Regions from separate parts of the Sus scrofa genome. Here region 2 is linked to region 1. A link is a contact called in public Hi-C data. All regions are on one chromosome and are shown on one strand. The core of a region is the stretch at or near the end of the contact, and the rest is flanking DNA. Distances in the headings are between cores, read along the strand shown. Region 1 holds the start of NDUFS8 (NADH dehydrogenase [ubiquinone] iron-sulfur protein 8, mitochondrial). Region 2 holds the start of CDK2AP2 (cyclin-dependent kinase 2-associated protein 2).

Region 1 (5,472 bases), core at 2,425-4,924:
ACCGGCCGGCCACGCTGGCCCCAACACCGAGTCCACCCCCGCTACTGCTCACCCCCACTCCTGGGGCCCTGGGAGCTCGCCGGTGCCCTTCCTGACTCCTGTCCCAGCACGGCTGTTCGGTCAGCCTCTGAGCGCTGCCCTAGCTGGCTTTCCCCCATTTGTAAACTGCCAGCATCTCCTGCCTCAGGACCTGAGTCCCACGAGGAGAGGGCTGTGGCCTGCCTTGTTCATCATAGCACCTGCAGCCCCGAGGGGTCCCAACTGTAAAAGATGCCCAAATACTACTGGTTGTCTGTTCAACAGCCTCCCAATTACATCTAGCTATCCCCATTTAGTGGATGAGAAACGTGAGGCTCAGAGAGGTCGAGGGGTTTCCCGAAGCCACACAGTAAGTGAGGGGCAAGGCTCAGACTCAATGACAAGTCCTTAACTCTCAGTTCCTGGGTGCAGCCTCGCACTCGCTGGGGGAAGGGGTGGCCTGGGCCCTTCCACAGCCGAGAGGACCTTCGAAGTGGCGTGGCCAAGGCCACAGATGTCCTCAGGAGTGTAATGAGTGGGACCTCAGACCAGCAGCCACTTCTCTTTGGGCCTCAGTTTCCTTGTCTATAAAAATGGCGATAATAGCCTCAACCTCCTAGACTTGTGTAAACCATGAGCTTGGCACAGTGCCTGGTCCGTGGCCGGCCCTCGCTGCCTAGAGGGCATGACTGCTATTATTTTTTGGGGCTCTCCCGGCGCGGAAAGAGCAAGGCCACAGGCTGTCGCCTGGAGGACCTGGGAGTGGCCAGGAGATGAGCCAGGACTTGGACAGGAGCTGTCCTGAGTCACAGAGATGTGGCCTCGAGCAGCTGCTGGGAGGGGGCGCTGTGTGGACTGGGGGTACCCCCTGTGCCTGCTGGGCACACCCACCTGTGCCCAGTTGTGTCTTTCTGTTTCTATACTAATAGGCAGTGACTGCAGGCAGTCCCTGTGGGCCCCTCCAGCAGAACCGAACACTCAGGGCTCAAAGGAGCCGCCACCAGGGCAGCGAGGGCCTCAGCTGTGTCACCTGTGTCCTTGGGTCAGGCCCTGTGAAAGGCACACAGGCAGGGCTCTTCAGATCACTGCTGCATGCGGGTAAAAGCAGAGACCCTCAGGTGCCACCTCGTGGCTCAAGGCGTGGGTTTCACTCCCTGGACCAAACCTCCAAGGGCGGGACCCACACATGTCACGTGGTCTGTCGGGGGCTGAGAGCTTCACTACACTGAGTCACCGCCTCCGTGGCTCCGACAACCTGGCTCATCATTCCAATTCTTCACGGGGGGGGGGGGGGGGGGGGGGAGTGGCTCAGTGCAGCAAAGGAACTTTCCTGGAGAACACATAGCCAGCAGGGGGGCCAGAGTTCAGGGCCCAGCGCCTCCCACCTCGCTCCCACTTCACTCCCAGTGGAGGCTGAGCTGGGCGGTCAGGCGGGGTCAGGGGCTCACCTGGGCAGGGCAGACGGCCTCGCAAAGCTTGCAGGCGATGCAACGCTCCTCCCCGGATGGGTACCGGCGCAGCGCGTGCTCCCCGCGGAAGCGCGGGCTCAGCGGGCCCTTCTCAAATGGGTAGTTGATGGTGGCCGGCTCCCGGAACAAGTAGCTCAGGGTCATGCCCAGGCCTGGGGGCAGCACAGGCATGGTGGGAAGGGCCTCTCTTCCCTAACACCTCTGTGCCCATCCCCAGCCCACCTCGCCCCTCTGCCCCGGGGCCCACCTCGGACAAGCTCGGTCCACAGCAGGGTCTGGGCTGCCCGGTCAGTCACCGACTTCATGTCCATCGAGGGCTCACGCATGTTCACAAACTCTGCAGGGGAGGTGGGCAAAGCAGCAGTGCCGTAGGGGGTCCTCACACAGGCCCTCCCCCAGGACTCCAGCTCAGGGAGATGAAGCCTGGCCTCCCCCAGGGGTCTGCTCTTTCACCAAACCCTCCCCTGCCGGCCTCTGGCCCTGGGCAGTCCTCCCTGGCTTCTCCCTGCACCTGTGTGGCCATCTAAGCCAGGAGGTGATGGGGGCAGGAGGCGGTTTGGGTACTGGGGTCCCGATGAACAAACACAGGCTCCCAAGGCTCACACCTGGCAGCTCCCGACTCAAACCGCACAGGGCAGGGCAGCTCTGAAATAATACTGTGTAGCCACTGGGAAGGGCTGCCCCCCCAACGCCCTGCAATGACGGACTCGGCTCCCATGGACCACATTCAATCTCGATCACCACCCTCCTTTTACGGAGTGGCAACTAAGGCTGGGAGAGGGGGAGCCCTGCCAGGACTACTCACTGTAGGTGGCTGCGACCGCGCTGCTGTGGAGGGTCCGGGCGCTGGGATGTCCTGCAAGGAGAGGGGTTCCGCTGTGCAGCTGCGACCTCATCCTGAGAGGTGGTACCGCACCCAACCCCAACCCCAGAAAGGCCCCCGAGTCCTACCTGCATGTGCAGCCTGGGCCTGGGCCAGGGCCCGCAGCAGCATGGGCGTGCTCAGGCAGCGCATCTGTGGGGGTGAAAGGGAGGGAGGTGTAGGTGGGTCCCATACAGGGCCCCCCAGACCCCCGCACTCCAGCACTGCAGGAGCCCTGACCCTTGACCCAGCACGACCACGTCATCTTGTCCCCTACTCAACCCCATTCTGATCAGAGGCACAGGCAGCCTTCCCGTTCCCAGGTGTAGCCCCTCCCAGCCTCCAGATGGACGCAGATAACACTGCCAACAGCCTTTACTGAGAGCTCCCTGTGCCAAGCACATTGCTAGGGGTCACGTGCACTGTCACTTTGTCCTCAGGAGGACTCCCACCCACCCCAGAGGGAGGCACAGATGAGAAGCTGCGCTCACTCGTGTGAAGTGACCTGCCCACAGTCACACCTAAGGAGGTGAGACCAGGATGTGAACCCAGACCAGACCCCTCCCTTCACACCTCCAGGCCTCCCCTGCTGGAACCCTTTAAAGGCTCAAATAACCCTCCAGATCAACTCCTTTCCCCAGCATCCAGGCCCTTCTGGAACTGTCTCCCAGCCTGCAGTGACCTTGGGTTTTCTCGTCTGTGAAACGGGAGCTCGACGATGCCAAGGGTTTAGCCCCGGGCCTGGCACTTAGCCTGAGCTCAAAAGTGCCCCTCCCGTGACCTGTGACCTCTACAGGGCCCATTTCTTTGACCGCCGAATTCAGTGACAGGAGCCCAACCCAGCTCCTTCCCCGACCTTCCTCACGACCTCTGACCCCACGGATGCGGGCGGCGCCTGCGCCCTGAGGGTATGGGCCTCTCGATCCGCCCGCTGCACGCTCAAGGGCACGGAGGCTGCGGGTCCTGGGCGGGCCGAGATGAGCCTGGGCGCGGAGCCAGCGGGGCCAGCAGGGGCTCCACACTCGCCCCCGACGCCGCGCTGCCCAGACCTGGCCTTAACAATTGAGCCCCGAACACCCACCTTGAAGCGCTGCCGCTCCTTCCCGTGCGGAGGAGGCCGGTCCACCGAGAGGCGGAGCCTACATTCCTGGGACGCTTCCATTGGGCCGGCTGGCTTTGCCTTTTCCGCGCTGACTCTTCATAGTGTGGTCTGATTGGCTGATGCGGCCAAAAGAGGCGGGATCAAAGACGACCTTTAATCCGATTGGCTAGGGAAGAGCAGGCGCTCGAAGTGCGGTAGAGCGCCGCCGAGCTGGATTCAAGAGGCTGATGAACCGGGACTCCCGGTTCCTTGGAGGCGGGACATCCGAGGCGTGGTTTAGGGAAGCTGCTCCAGTTCTGACTGGGCATCCTGGCCAGAGGTACCCGCCCCCCTCCGCCCCCCCGGCCTCCGCGGGCGGTATGTGATAGCGGGGACGAGAATCTCGGCGCTTGATTACGCGCGGGAGCCGTGCCTGCTCCGGGCTAAAACTTCACCCGAGCGGTTTCATTTAATCCTCACGGAGCCCTGTGTGAAGGAACGATCGTTCTCGCTTTACAGATGGGGAAACTGAGGCACGGGCATGCGTAATTACTTGGTCCAAGCCTTAGAGCTGCTGCGTGTGGCCGCCACAACGGTCTTGGATCTAAACGACTCGGGAGCCCCGTCCCTCAACGGCCACCAAAGCGGTGTTTCCTCCCAGTGACTTGTGCGGCAGAGGGACCCCGGAGGCCGAGAAGATCCCCTAGGTCATCTGGGTCGGAGGGAGTGGAAAGTGGTCAGGGAGGACTTCCTGGAGGAGGTGCCGTCCCAGCAGACAGTAAAGAGGAGTTGGGCAGAACAAGAAGGACCAGAGGATATGCCCAGCGTCAGTGCAGAGGTCTGCCCGAAAAGGAGGACACCTCGAGGGCATTTGAAGAGGACAAGGAGAGGGTGGCACGCATGGGGCCTCCCAGGGACTGTTAAGGGTCCAGACTTGTGGGCCAGAGCACGCCTCTGAAGGGGGTCAGGCTGAGGGCCACGTGGGTACTGCGGAGGAGAAGGGCTGGGTCTGGGCACAGTGATTGCTGTATGGCTCAGGGAAGTTCGGCAGCATTATAGAATCATCTGGAATTGTTCAAAGATGGGATCTGGGAGGTGAGAAGGGAGTATCCAGCAGGAGGCCCAGGAGTTTGGCTCTGGTGGCTGAGTGGAGGGGGACCACGCCAGGGCCTTGGGGCCCAGGAGGATTGGCAGGCAGGGCAGCGTGTGAGTCCAGGCTGGGATATGCTGTGGGGAAGGCACCCAGGGCCAGCCACTTGGGGGACGGGAGCACATCCAGAGCTCCCAAGAGGCGCAAGCTGAAGGGGAGTCCTGCTGCAGGTGTCTCATCAGCTTGAACTGGAGGGACAGGTGGGGGGAGAGACGACGGGGGCAGCCTCACCCACCCAAGTGAGGAGACAGGACACCTGAAGCTTGGAGTCAGCGATTCAGCTCCGAGATTTAATCCTCACAGTGCTGTCTGGAGGTGCTGTTCGCTACCTCCTCTGTACACAGACAGGGAGACAGGCTCAGAGAGGGCAGGGATGACCCCGGTCACAGCCCGTCCACAGCGTGACATGGGCCAGATGCCAGGGCCCGTTTTGCACCCGCCACAGAAAGGGTGGTGGCCAAGAGGTGCCCACATCTACCCTCCTCTCCGGGGACACAGGTGGCCAGGGTGGGAGGAGGCAGCCAGGTTACTGCACTGGTTCCCACACTCCTGCACCGTGACCCATCCTAGCTGGGGGACATCTTCTCAAAGAGAGAAACCCCAGGAGAGAGGAGGGCAAGCACTGGCCCCGGCCTTTTCCTCCTGTGCCGAGGACCCCAGTCATATCTCCTCCAGCCCCAGGTGGCCGTGGCTGCAGAGGACTCAGGTGAGCTGGAAGGGGTGCTGGATCCTCCGGTGCCTGAAGCCGGCTCACAGCAGGGTGCAGCTGCAGCTGCGGGTCTCCATGGCCGTCAGCAGCACCCTCAGGTTGCGTGGAGAATGGGGTGGGTACCGGATGGCGTAGATCTTCTCCAGCCCAGGACTGCGCAACAGGCAGGTGCGGTGGTGGGAA
Region 2 (5,734 bases), core at 568-3,067, 160 kb after region 1:
AATTGGGATTTGTCAGATGTTTTTCTCATGACAATTCGTCTTGGATTATGGGTCTGGGGAAGGAAAACTACAGAAGTGAAATCCTCTTCTCAGCCCAGCATATCCAGGGTGACTTCTCTCCACAGGCCAGCACTAATGAGGGGAACTTGATCACCTGGTGGAGTTGGTCAGGTTTCTGTACAGTCAGATTACTCTTTCCTGCTGTGGCTCAGCGGGTTAAGAACCTAACACAGTGCCTGTGAGGATGTGGTTCAATCCCTAGCCTTGCTCAATGGCTTAAGGATCCGGCATTGCCGCAAGCTGTGGTGTAGGTTGCAGGTGTGGCTCAGATCCGGTGTTGCTGTGGCTGTGATGTAAGCCAGCAGCTGCAGCTCTGATTCCACCCCTAGTCCGGGAACTTCTATATGCCGTGAGTGTGGCCGTAAAAAGAAAGAAAAAAATATTTCTGTATGTAACCAACTGTATTTATGTCAAGCTAAACATGAGCTCCTATTGAGAGCTCCAACTCCAATCCATTAGCCCATGGACTATTCTAACCTCCTTCCCTTGCTACCTGTAACTCCTCATTCCAACAGTGAGAAGCCATTCGTTCTACACTTATTTAATTTTGAATTCCAGTGTACGTGTGCAGTGGTTTCAGAATTGTCAACCCATCCCCCATGGGAAACCGCGTCATCAACCAGGGTCCAGTGCTTACGTGCAGATCTTTTTGTCTTTGTTCCTCCAGACTCCACTGATTTCCAGATTAGCACCTGATTCCCCCACCCCCTTCAGTGAGGCTGTTCCTACATTTGCAATACAGCTAGATTCTTTTGTCATATTCTGCTTTCCACCCTCGGATCGCCTGACCTTCTAAATGAAAAAGTTTACTCTTTGGTAACTGTCAAGGTCTTGCATGTACCATTACAGCATCATACATAATCACTTCATGCCCCCCCATCCCCTCTGCTCCCCCTGTTCAATTTTACCCCTCCCCCCTCTACCCAGCACCCCCTCACCCCAGCACCCTTGGCAACCAGTCATTTTTTTTACCTTCTGTATCAATTTGCCTTTTGCGGAATGCCGTACATTTGGGATCATACAGTATGTGGCTTTTTCAGACTGGCTTCTCAGCACTGTGTCTATATCTTTTCAAGGCTATAGATAGATGATTTCCTTTTATTGCTGAATAATAGTTGATTGTATGGCGACTGCTCAGTTTATCTGTCCATTCACCTGTTGAGTGGTGCCTCTCTGGGAAAACTTCTGTGATGTCACACTTCCCCTAAGTTCCAATGCTCCCTGTCCCAGTCTCCACATTGCCTTAGTCCATTGTGTGCTTTTGCTTCCCTGTCTGTCTCTCCTTGAGACTAGGAGCTCCTGGAGGACAGAAGCCATGGCCAGTTCACTTCCATATCAGTGTCCAGCATAAAGCCGAAGATGGGGGATGGAATCAAAATGTTTGCTGAATGAACGAATGAATGAATGTCCTGGACATGACCGGTACACAAAGCCAGAGAGGTTTTGAGAAGTAGCCTGGGAAAAAAGGGTTACGGTTTGGAGGAGAGTCTAAGATCTCAGGTTGTGAGGAATGAGATTTGAGGAGAGGGGTCTGGATAGAGAAATGGATAGGGAAGAGGAGAATGAAACATAAGCATTTTATGACTATTCGTTTAATCCACACAACAATCCTAGGAGATGGTTGTTCCTAGCGTCCCCATTTCACAGATGAGGAAGTTGAGGCCTAGGGAGGTAACTTGCCCAAGGGCAAGTGGGGGTGGGGGCTGAGGGTGCGATTAGACCCATCAGTCTGACCCCAGATGCTGCTGTAGTCCCTGATCCAGGACCGTCCGTGGTACAGAACCCGGGATGCCGTAAGTATTTAAGATTAGCTGTTCCCGCTATTATCATTATGGGGCACCGGCGTGGGGCCTTGGGGGAGGAGGGCAGGTTGAGGTCCAGGTAGTTGGAAGAGGGGCAGGACCCGAGGTCCAGGCAATTGCGAGGAAGAGGCGTGTCAGCAGCATTGGTGAGGGGTCCGTTGCCATGGGAACAAACGAGGCCCTAAGAGGGCGCATGCGCGGGTCGGGGACAGGTTGTTGAACCGGTGAAAGGTGACGTAAAAGCGCACGGGGTGGGGCGCAGGGCTGGGAACGTCAAAGCCCTGCGTCCTCCCGCACTCGGAGCGGCGGAAAGGCGCGCGCGCGCGCGCGGCAGCGGCGGCGACGGCGGCGACGACAGCAGCCCCAGCTGAACCGGGACGGCAGCGGAAAGGTGACGTACAAAGCAACGTGAGTGAGGCGTGAGGACGACAACCGCGCCCGGGAAGCCCCGCCGGGCTCGAACCGCGGCGGACCGGACCCAGGTCCGGCTTCCGAGGCTCCGCCTCTCGCGTTTTGGGACTAATCGGATTGAGAGCGCGCCGGCCCGGGCCGCGAACTCGCCAATTGCGGAGGGCATCGACCACTACCCAATCCGGAGCAGACAGGTGCGAGGTCCGGAAGGCGGAGACCAATCAGAAGCGGTTGCGGCCTGTTGGGGCCGGCCTCGGCCAATGACAAGGCCCGAGTGACGTCTTCGCGCACCAATCAGGAGTGAAGGAGCCTTCGTGCCCGCCCGCCCTTCCGGCCTGAGCTCTATTTACCAGGGGCGTGCTGCCGGCTTGCCAATCAGAGCGCAGCTAAGCGGCCAGGCAGCCAACCCGGGAGGAGCGGCCGGCCGGCGTCTGCCGCACCCAGGAGTTGGGGATGTCCTACAAACCCATCGCCCCCGCCCCCAGCAGCACCCCGGGCTCCAGCACCCCTGGGCCCGGCACCCCGGTCCCTACAGGTGAGGATCCAGCTCCACCCCTGCTCGCCTGTCCGGGCGGTGGAGGTCTCGAAGAGAGGACGGCCTGAGTTCTGCAGTAGTGGGCCTGCCGGCTACCCTCGCTGAGCCTCAGTTTACTGGCCTGTGATGTGGGCGTGGTCACGTAGGGCTTGTTGGTGAAGCACAGGGGGAGGGGTTTGTCCTGAAGTTTAGCAGCGTGAAGCCAAGCATCCCTTTGGAGGTAATCGGGCGAATCTGGTCCGGGGCTTGGAGCGCCGGGACGAGGCGTCCCTACCCCGCGCTGACCTCTCACTCGCGCCTGTTGCAGCTGGAAGTGTCCCATCGCCGTCGGGCTCGGTGCCGGGAGCTGCTGCTCCTTTCAGACCTCTGTTTAACGACTTTGGACCGCCCTCCATGGGCTATGTGCAGGTGAGTGGAGCCTAGGATCTTCCATAGGATTGCCTGTGGAGGAGGACTGGAGCCCCCCTCTTGGCCTGAGCTCACTGCCGTGTTCTCCTTTGACACAGGCAATGAAACCACCTGGCGCCCAGGGCTCCCAGAGCACTTACACGGACCTGCTGTCGGTCATAGAGGAGATGGGCAAAGAGATCCGACCCACCTATGCTGGCAGCAAGAGTGCCATGGAGCGCCTGAAGAGAGGTGAGTGAGGCCAGGCCCACCACCCCTGCCCAGGAGACTTAACACTGGGAAGGAAAGACAGGTGGAGGCCACCTGAGCCAAGCGTAGACTAGGGCCAGTATCACTGTCCACAGAGGCATTTTGCAGTGAATTGCAGCCGAGTCCGTTTCCAGGGAAGGTCCAGAGAATTTGTATTTCACCGGGGCAAATTTGAGCATTAACCGAACCTCTGATCTCATCCAGGCCCCCATTAGGTCATAGTCCCTTTCACTGAAAGGAAAGGGGAGTAGGGAGGGAGGGGGGTCTTCCTCTGGAGGGGGGTGTGGGGCTATGGAGGGTCACTGAGGCCTCATCTGTTCCTTTCCCATCCTCACCCCAGGCATCATCCATGCCCGGGCCCTAGTCAGAGAGTGCCTGGCAGAGACAGAGCGGAACGCCCGCACGTAACAGGACTCGACTCCTCCTCGGCGTCTGGACCTTTCCTGGCCACTGCAGAGCACCTGCTTCTCCCTGGCCTTCACCCCGAGTTGCACTTCCCATCCTGGGCTTCCTGTCCTGTGTCCTTTGGTGGGTGCCCTCCAGGAACCAGTGGGCGGCTCTCACTCCAGTCGGCAGCAGTAACTGGAACCCCCAAAAGAGGGAGCAGTGAGGTCCCTGGGAGTCCCACCCATGACCTGCCAACAGTGTTGATCCAGCTGGGGCTTTCTCCTTTCTGTGGCCCCACCGCTCAGCACTTACCCAGGACTTACCGTTTTCCCAGACCCCTTCTCCCCCCAGCAGAGCCTCAGAAGGCCTGTCGCCTCCCTGCCTCGTCTCCTAGGCCATAACTCTTTTCTCGGTGTGTCTTTTGCTAAATATGCCCTTTTTGTATAAATAAAAGATAATTTGGAGTTGTTCTCTCAGCTTGTAGTCTTTATGAGTCTGCTGCGTCTAGTAAGTCTGGGTGGGCCAGGAAGGAGGGCAAAGAGGAGACTCGGGGTGGTGCACTGGGTGGGAGAGAGGTCCACTGAGCCCAGCTTTGCCTTGCCTCCACTGTCCATTGACCTTGGTGGGACCCTGCCCTTGTCTGCCGCTGCCCCCTGCCTCTTCCACCTGTAAGTAGTAGAGAGGGTTGAGCTCCAGTGGCTGAAAGCCCTGCCCTCCTTCACAGTCATGCCACCAGGGGGCAGCGCAGGGCCTTGGCTGCCTCCACAGCTGAGGGCACTGCCTCCAGCCTGAGCCTAGAGGGTTCTTCCTCTGAATTAGCTGGTAATGGTGAGGCCCGGCAGGATGGAAGTGCCCTTTCACTTAAGCCATGCCCTCACATGCCTTAATGCCCTAAGGTCCTAAACTCCAAATCCGCCCTGGAGGCTCTGAATACACCCCACCTCAGCCCCCAGAGGGGAAGGGCACTGCTGCTTTCCAACACGGGAAGACCCAGCCGGTTCGGTTGGGTGCTGCTGCTGCGTTACTCTGTCCCAGTGCTCTTTAGGTAACTGGGTGTGGTCCCACAAGCCCAACCTTCCGTTATCTCCGCGGTTGCCCCGGGTCTGGCTGTCGTTGGCCAGCCCTGGGGACCCGGAAGGTAGAGGTGAAGAAAGCCACGGGCTCTACTCAGGGACTAGCCTAAAGATTGGGAATGACTGCAGGACCCTTCTTGGGTGTGTCCCTAGAGGTCTGGGCGCTGGAAGCCCAGCAGCTCCGCAGAGGCAAGTCAGAGACCGGTTTCTGCCCAGACTTTGGACATTTCCCCCACCCCGGGTCCCAGGTTTCAAAGGCCTGGAAAGTTGGGGATGGGACGCTGTCACATTTTCTTAACACCAGAGAGGGCTGGACCAGGGCGAAGGTTGGAACCGAGAGTGCTTTGGGGGTGCCAAAGGACACAGCGGGAGCAAAAAGCGCCAGCATTTGGAGAAGGGCCTCCTCCTCCACTGCCTTGGGGAAGGAAGGCTGGGGCCGCCCTCCTCTGCCGCGGGCGGGGCTGCCCGGACCCCGCAGGGGTGGGCAGGGCCGGCCGGGCCCAGGAAGGGGGCGGGGCGGCCGCAGTGACGCGGCGGGCGGCGGGGAGGGACCGCAGGGGCGCCGGCGGGCAGACCGGGAGAAAGGTCGGGGCCATGGGCCCGCGCTGCGCCTCCAGAGGGTCCGGCCACTGCTGGAATCCGAGGCCGGGGCTGGGGGCGCTCCGGCCTCCAATCCACGACACGTCCGCCCCCGCCCGGACCGGGTGACGGGCGCCCGCCCTAAACTAGAGGTGAGCCGGGACGCTGGCGGGAGGGCCAAGAGCACCGCGGGGAACGGGGACGCCGGGGAGCAGAGGGAAGTGGGGACC

The links. Hi-C and Micro-C count contacts between places; a contact is called where the count stands out from the background.
Region 2: a contact with region 1 is called in a Hi-C map of liver, with 4 times the contacts expected there. The contact joins the promoter of CDK2AP2 here to the promoter of NDUFS8 in region 1. A contact is called at or near these places in 1 of 47 Hi-C or Micro-C datasets (liver) and 1 of 2 datasets of contacts at active chromatin or transcription factors (alveolar macrophages).

Annotation. Positions count from the first base shown.
Region 1 is chr2:4,863,718-4,869,189 of Sscrofa11.1, forward strand. It overlaps NDUFS8 (NADH dehydrogenase [ubiquinone] iron-sulfur protein 8, mitochondrial), which reads right to left and starts at 3,675. Exons shown (of 7, transcript XM_003122434.3): 1 at 3,431-3,675; 2 at 2,439-2,502; 3 at 2,293-2,343; 4 at 1,735-1,824; 5 at 1,467-1,639. The coding sequence starts at 3,511. It also overlaps a transcript of ALDH3B1 not described here.
Region 2 is chr2:5,023,439-5,029,172 of Sscrofa11.1, forward strand. CDK2AP2 (cyclin-dependent kinase 2-associated protein 2) reads left to right here and starts at 1,818. Exons shown (of 4, transcript XM_005660628.2): 1 at 1,818-3,028; 2 at 3,116-3,216; 3 at 3,315-3,447; 4 at 3,806-4,328. The coding sequence starts at 3,202. The coding sequence ends at 3,873. It overlaps PITPNM1 (membrane-associated phosphatidylinositol transfer protein 1), which reads left to right and starts at 5,451. Exons shown (of 25, transcript XM_003122455.5): 1 at 5,451-5,656.